Regions from separate parts of the Sus scrofa genome. Here region 2 is linked to region 1. The links are chromatin contacts, called in public HiChIP or PLAC-seq maps. All regions are on one chromosome and are shown on one strand. The core of a region is the stretch at or near the end of the contact, and the rest is flanking DNA. Distances in the headings are between cores, read along the strand shown. Region 1 has its middle 250 kb from the start of RPLP1. Region 2 has its middle 59 kb from the start of TLE3.

Region 1 (3,643 bases), core at 1,129-3,628:
CTTTCAGGCCTTTTGACAATTCCTCCGTAAGGGTGTGGAGCAAATATTTATCAACATCCACTGACGTGCCAGGAAAATCAGAGACGGCCCCTGCCCACCCTCTGTAGTGGGTTTTTGTCCTCCCTCATCCATTGTTATCCCTCAATCCCCCCTCCCCCAGCCTCAGCTTCCATCCTCTACTTTAGCCCTGTGTGTCCTGATGGGACCGGCACTCACCACACCCTCCCCTGCAGGAGGCAAAGGCACACGTGCTCCCGGGAGGGACGAGCATCTCTCATGCATGTATACCATCCTTCAATTTCTAACTTCCAGCTAATTCTAGAAAATAATGCACATCCTTGAAAAACACATAACGTACAAAGAAGAAATTTTTAAAATCCTGTGTGATTCCAGTCACACCAAGAAAAACATCTTTGGGTGACTTCCTTCAATATTGGACTTTGCACATATGTGTCCTTATAACACCGAGATCATACAGTACATATTAGTTTGTCTTTGCCCCCTTAATGTTATTGAAAATTTACTCAAAAACCTCATTTCTATTGGTCAAAATACTTTTCCATGTGATTGTTCCAAAATTTATTTAACCAACCTCCTGTTCATGGATTTTGTTTGACCTCTTCCTCCCTCCCTTTTTCCTTTTCCAATCCTCCCTTTCGTCCCTCCTTCCTTCCTCTTTATACACACATACTGTTTATATCACTCACGATTTCCTTCATGTGGATTCCCAGGAGAGCATCTGCTAGAGTCAAAGGGTTGAACATTTTTTATAAACCTTTATTAAACTATGGTGGTCTTACAATGTTGTGTTAGTTTCAGGTGTGCAGCTTCAGATTCTTTTCCATCGTGGGTTATTACAAGGTATTGAACATAGTTCCCTGTGCTCTACCATAGGTCCTTGTTGTTTATTTTATATTCAGTGATGTGTATCTATTAATCCCATACTCCTACTTCATTCCCCCATGACAGGGGGTTGACTATTATCAGGGGTCTCAATTTGGTCTACTGCTAGTTTAAAACATATTCCACCTCCTTCTAGTAAGTCTAGATAGCGGACAGCGAAAAACCATGACTCCCTTACAGTATGGATTCTTGGTGTGGTTTGGGCTCTGTTAATGGGGTGAGCTGCTGGGAGTGCGAGTCAAAGCTGAGTCACATGGGGGAAGGCAGGGAGCTTGGAGCTCCGGTTTTGCCAGCACAGATCTGGGTAGAAGCGGCGTGGTTCTGGAGCCATGAGTCAGGACAGCTGTTCCTGCTCTGGAGCCCTCTGATCCGAGGCAGAGGCAGCAGTTCCACTGGAAGCCAGTTCTGGGCTGTGCTTTTGGGACTCACCCCTGGAAGCCCAGCCTAAGAATGTCACTTCCACTCCCCAGGTGATTCCCCAAGCTCTATTTTCCTCCACAAATCCCTTCCTGGTTAAACTAGCTGAGTGGATTATGTGTCTGTGGCTAGGAACACCGACCAGCAAAATCCCAGTTTGTCAAAATTGGAAAGTCATAACAATTCATGGTCCCATAAAGTGTGAGAAGATATGATGCTAGGGGTACGTATTAGGATAGCTTGCTTCTCCCTTCGGGGGAGTGTGGTCAGGGACAGCGTTCCTAAAGAAGTCATGTTAGAACTGAGATCCTGGCCGGGATCATCAGGGCTCCTGCTTCGTTTTCAAGCACTGATCATGGGCCAGACATTAATCTTGTCATCCTTTTAAGGTCATGAAGGATTTGGTATTATCCTCATTTCACAGAGGAAGAAACTGAGGCTCAGAGAGGTCAACTGACTTGACCCAGGCTGCTCATGCACACAGAAGATGGGACACAACCACAGACTGGAATAGACCCCAAGATCTAAACCTAGCTCCCTCACAGCCATGGGTCAACCTTGCTTGTCCATTTCTGTTCACAGGGTTATCTATCTGCCTTTCAGGGAGAGTGTTGAGAGGAGAGCTACACTGTAATTTGAGAAATCAGACTCTTATAAAGCCTCAGGCCATTCAGTGTAATCTCCTTCTCCAACATGAGGCTGGAATCTCCTTAAATTATTACTGCCAGTGGTCATCTGGCTTGATTACTTGTAGGGTCAAGGAGCTCACTACCTCGTGAGGCAGACTAGTCCAGCTTGGGCAGCTGCTCAGTAGCTTTGCTGTGTAACAGCCACCGTGATGCATTTTTTTTTCTAGGGCTCCAGCTGGTCTATCCGAGGGTGGCTGGTCAGGGTTGACTGTATTCCAGCAGGAACAGGTGTGCGTTTCTCCCCATGACAGCACAGAATCAGTCATCCTCACACCCGAGGTCAAACATTTGTCACCTCTCCGTGGTGGCGGCAGTCAGCCTGCCTTATTTTTCCATGTCGGAAGAATCCGATTATAGCAGGACCTTTCTCAGGTTACATGTCACAGCGTTCTCTGACATCAGGTTGTATTTAAGGGCTCAGCACCGGGACTGTCCCCTACCACACCCCACCTTGGCTGGCCTTATTTCCCATCAGTTTCTTTTCACAACATGGAAGCAAAGCCCCTGAGTCTCAGTTGAGTGTTCTACTCTGTGAATGGTGGTGACAGAGGTCTGTGACCCAGCCTTGCCCTACAGCGGAGTACAGCCCTGTCTGAAAGGTACTACGCTGGCAAAGGATGCCAAACCGATCGTGAACCAGTTAAGGTCATATAACCCAACTCCTTAACTGTCTTTCCTTGCTTCCTGAGGTGTGCCACACTCTACACTGGAACGAATGACACTAAATAAAATAGAATTTAGTGTGTCAAGATTTGGGTTGGGCAATGTGGTATGTGAGGTAAGGTATCACAGGTATAATCAAGGGATGCTTCCCGGGGGAGGTGGCCTTTGGGTAGGTTTTGAAGGATGGTTAGAAGTAGCTAAGCAAAGTAAAGGAGTTCAGCTGCTGTAACTAAAGGCCAAATAACGATGGCTTAAACACAATGGAAGTTTATTTCTCCTTATGTAACAGCAATAACTTAAGCAGTCCAGAGCTAATATGACAGTTTCATAGTTTTGAAGACCCAGGACCCATGTGTCTTACTGCTCTGTCCTTCTCTATTAATTTTTATGCTATGGTCCAAGATAGCTGCTCCAGCACCTGCCCTCATAACATGAGTCCCATCTACAGAAAGAAGAAAAGAGGAAGCAGAGAAAATGCCATCTCCACTAAGGACAGGCATGACATAGAATTTGCACCTGCCTCATTCCCTCATATATTATTGGTAGAACTTTGTCTCATGGCCACACCTACCTCCAGAAAGCAAGCCTGGGGAATAGATCTTTAGTTCTATCCCTAAAGACCATGGGCAGAACAGATCATTGGGGAGAAACCAACAAGGAAGGAAGAGCCAAACCCAGGCAGCTGGAGATTGGTATGCACTCGGCCTGGGCATGTGGGGATGAGTCTGTGAGGAGCTCACCCAGGGTGACTGTGAGAGGAAAACACGAACAGAGAAGTTGAAGGCCTGGGGCCTTAATTACCTGTGGGGCTCATCTGGCCTCTTGTCCAGAGACTCTAAAAGGACCTTGATGAGCAGCAGGGTGAACTCACACAATTCCACTCCTCAGTTTCGTTTTGTAAATAGACATATTTCTGATAGGGCAAAGTATTTTACCGTGTGCTCTCTTTTACATCAGCCTGTCAGGGAGAG
Region 2 (3,481 bases), core at 483-2,982, 370 kb after region 1:
TGCCCTAGCTAGTAAAGGGCAGAGTTTGGATTTGAAGCCAGGTCGTCTGTCTCCAGAGACCATACTCTTACTTCTTACTATGAGTTGCCTCTTGTGAGGTACACCAGCAATATTCAGAGTGTGGCCCTGGAGTAAGATTATGTATCAGTTAGCTATTGCTGTGTAACAAGTACCTCTACAAACAAGGTGGTTTATTTCTCACAATTCTGGGAAGTGGCTGGGCAGTGCCAATGCTGGTTTCTCTTGAGCTGTGGGTCTTGGTTTCCTCACCTGGGAAAGGTGGGACCAATAGCAGCTATTTCCAGGGCCACCATGTAAGTGTACACTTTATGTAATTCTAGAGGGGTCATTCTAGACCCTCAGCTGCATTTTGCTGGATTCGCTGGAGGATCTGCAGGGCTGGAAGTTCAGCCCTGGCCTGACTTGCACATCTGATGTGAGCTGTTCACAGGAGAGCCGTGGTTCTCCTCCAAGTGTCCTTCATGCTCAGGATAGACCAAGGGGCAAAACTGGCAGCTGTGAGGTCTTATGAGGCCTGGGCTGCAGAACTTACACAATATCCCTTTTGTCACATTCTGTTAGTCACAGTGACTCCAGATTCAAGGGGCGGGGGCAGGAATTCCATTCCTTGATGGGAGGGGCCTCAAAGACTTTATGGGCATATTTAATGTGTCACATGATGCCTGGGTTTGACCACTGGGATGCTTACTAGTTGTGAACTTGGGCTTTTTTACTTAATCTGTCTGAATCTCAATTTCCTTCCCCACGAAATGGGACAACAGCAATCCTCTCTTGTCAGGGATTACGATGACATGAGAAAATGCACTAAAGTGTTTGCACAGTGCCTGATACATGAATGCCCACTGATACTATAATTAGATGACACTGCTTTTACTGGTCCATGAACCCCGAGCAAGAAAAGACTGACGAAACTCCAGGACATCCCACCCAAGGGAGCTAACTGCAGAGCCTTGACAGTTCTCTGGGTCTCTTGACTCCCAGTCCAGTGCTCTCTCCATCACACAAGCTGCCACACTTAGGCTAAAGCAAAGAAGACAGATATTCCAGTTCAGGGAGGGCAAACCACTTTTCTCATACTTTCTGCCCGAGACTGATTGGTGGCAGCAACCCTGAGTCCTGCACAGAAAAAGCCTGTGAGGCTACTCCCCACTCAGTGGCAAGGAAAGCCAGGTTGACCAGTGACTTTGGCCTTGGGGATGGGACAGGAAGTAGCCACTTGTGTGGATTACTTGTCACCCCTCTTTGGCCTTAGCTTTGCCCTCACCTGCCCCAGCACAGAGAACTGAGTGAATCACGTGTTCCGGGTCTTTCATTTCGCAGAGCAGAACACAAGGTCCAGAGTGGTCAGGAGACTGGTCCAAGGTCACACAGTGGGACCATCCCTTCATCAGTGACTCTCCCATGTTTGCTTTCTTCTCAGATCCTTGGGGGTTCTGGACAGGTTTGAGTCTGGCTCCTGCTGCCCGGGTTTCCCATCTTCAACAAGAGAGGACTTGAGCCAGAGCTTCCTGCTCAGGTCTCGGGGGTCCCGCCAGATGCAAGGCAGTCAGCGTCAGGAAGAAGGCTTCTCGGCTCTTTGTTTGGATTCAGATAAGGGCATGTTCAAGTTTCTTGAGATCACTGTGGAGGCCAGCCAATTCTATTTTCACCCGAGGATCCATCATCTCTCTCGCTGGTCTTATGCACACGTCAGCTGGCGTGAACTCAGATGGGGCAGGCGCACGATTAGGAGGAGGGAGGAGTGGTTATTCAGGCGCTGGGCGCCAGCAGGTTTAGCCTTCCCTTTCCGAGGCAAAAACATGACACAAATCTTCCCCCCCACCCCCCACCAGCCAACTCTTCCTTGTGTGTCTGCCCAGGGTGACACTCAGACAACGTCGGCACTCAGGCCCAACCATTAAGGAATTCATTAATCAGAATCCTGTTTACAGCTCCCTGGCAAGCAATCATAATTTACTGGCTCACGCCAGACCCTGGGCCTTCCTGCAAACTGCTGTGACATTTGGTAAAAATATCAGCTGGGGACGGGGCCAGGTCGGGAGGTGTGTGTGCAATTCGGGCTGACTTGTGAAGTGCAGGCGCAGTGTGGGTCACAGGCCTCGGGGAAGGCTGGAAGACAGCCTGTCACCGGCTCGAGGTGTCACCTTGGACAAGTCACTTCTCTGTCATCTCACATCTGTTTCCTGAGGGGTTTGGAGGAGTTGAATGGCAAAACTCTGTTGGCCCACAGACTTGTCCTTGTGGTCTGCACAGAATCAGCCTGCACTGCATTTTTTAAAAAAAGGAATCCCTTGCCAACATTTGCACACTATAGGTTTCCAAAATCTAGATTTCCGGTATGATGCTGAGCATGTACTCCTGCTTGGTAAGGATGACCTGTGAGCTGAGTAGTCTCTGATGTCTCCACATGGGTCTGTGATCTGGGGCTGGCCAAGGTTAACAGCAATCCCTGCTACTAGGCATGGGCCCAGACCTCTGGGTAAGGCTGTGCAGGTTGTTTACTGCATGAGGCACCCAGCTGTGAGGCCCAAAGGGGGCTGCATTCCCATAATTTGTTTGCTGCGTCATGGGTGTTAAGATAGGGCTCTGTTTGGCGGGAGGAAAGGATACTATTTTTTTTTTTTTTAATACTTCTCACCAAGAATTATTATATTGTTTGATGCAGTATTTGTATTCTATAGATTGAGGGTGGGGCTTCCTCAGAGGCAGAGAGACGGGCAGGGCATGGGCTGTCAGTCAGGACATCTACCTGTGACTTAGAGGAAGTCCCTTTCCGTTCCTGGGCCACAGTTTCCTCATTAAAAAATGAGAGGGTAGGCGTTCCTATCATGGCTCATCAGAAATGAATCTGACTAGTATCCATGAGGATGCAGTTTTGATCCTTGGACTCACTCAGTGGGTTAAGGATCCGGCGTTGCTACGAGCTATGGTGTAGGTCACAGACGCAGCTCAGATCTGGCATGGTTGTGGCATAGGCCAGTGGCTACAGCTGTGATTTGACTCCTAGCCTGGGAACCTCCATATGCTGTGGTTGTGGCCCTAAAAAAGACCAGGAAAAAAAAAAAAAAGATGGTAGGCATTCCCATTTTGGTACAGTGGGTTAAGTATCCGACTGCAGTGGCTTGGGTCTCCATGGAGGCATGAGTTCAATCCCTGGCCTGGGAACTTCCCTATGTGGCAGGTGCGGCCAAAACAAAACAAACAAAAAAACTTAAAGAAAACTGAGAGGGTTAACTAGGTGATCTCAAAGGCCCTTCTGGCTATGGGAAAGTATGACGCATCAAAGAGATAGAAGCTGCAGAGACAGCCTGGAGTGCCAGAGGCATGAACTGGGTTGCGTGCCTTAGCTCTGGGGAAGAGGCTGCGGAGGTCAGCAGGAGCTGGAAGGGATGGGGGCACAGCACAGAGTTGGTGTAGATCTGTCCCTAGCTTCATCTTGTGATGCCCCATGGCTTGTAGG

Evidence for each region. HiChIP or PLAC-seq counts read pairs in DNA pulled down with a chosen protein or histone mark.
Region 2: an H3K27ac HiChIP or PLAC-seq map of skeletal muscle shows a contact between it and region 1, with 6 times the contacts expected there. The contact joins two enhancer-like sites. A contact is called at or near these places in 1 of 47 Hi-C or Micro-C datasets (skeletal muscle) and 1 of 2 datasets of contacts at active chromatin or transcription factors (skeletal muscle).

Annotation. Positions count from the first base shown.
Region 1 is chr1:167,543,968-167,547,610 of Sscrofa11.1, forward strand. No RefSeq gene overlaps it. Among named protein-coding and RNA genes, the nearest start is that of RPLP1, 250 kb to the left of the region's middle. Within about 2 kb of position 2,379, at least 5 of the 83 cell types and tissues checked have an H3K27ac peak or open chromatin away from gene starts, as enhancers often do. A contact at or near this core is called in skeletal muscle, where this site is marked.
Region 2 is chr1:167,913,634-167,917,114 of Sscrofa11.1, forward strand. No RefSeq gene overlaps it. Among named protein-coding and RNA genes, the nearest start is that of TLE3, 59 kb to the left of the region's middle. Within about 2 kb of position 1,733, at least 17 of the 83 cell types and tissues checked have an H3K27ac peak or open chromatin away from gene starts, as enhancers often do. A contact at or near this core is called in skeletal muscle, where this site is marked.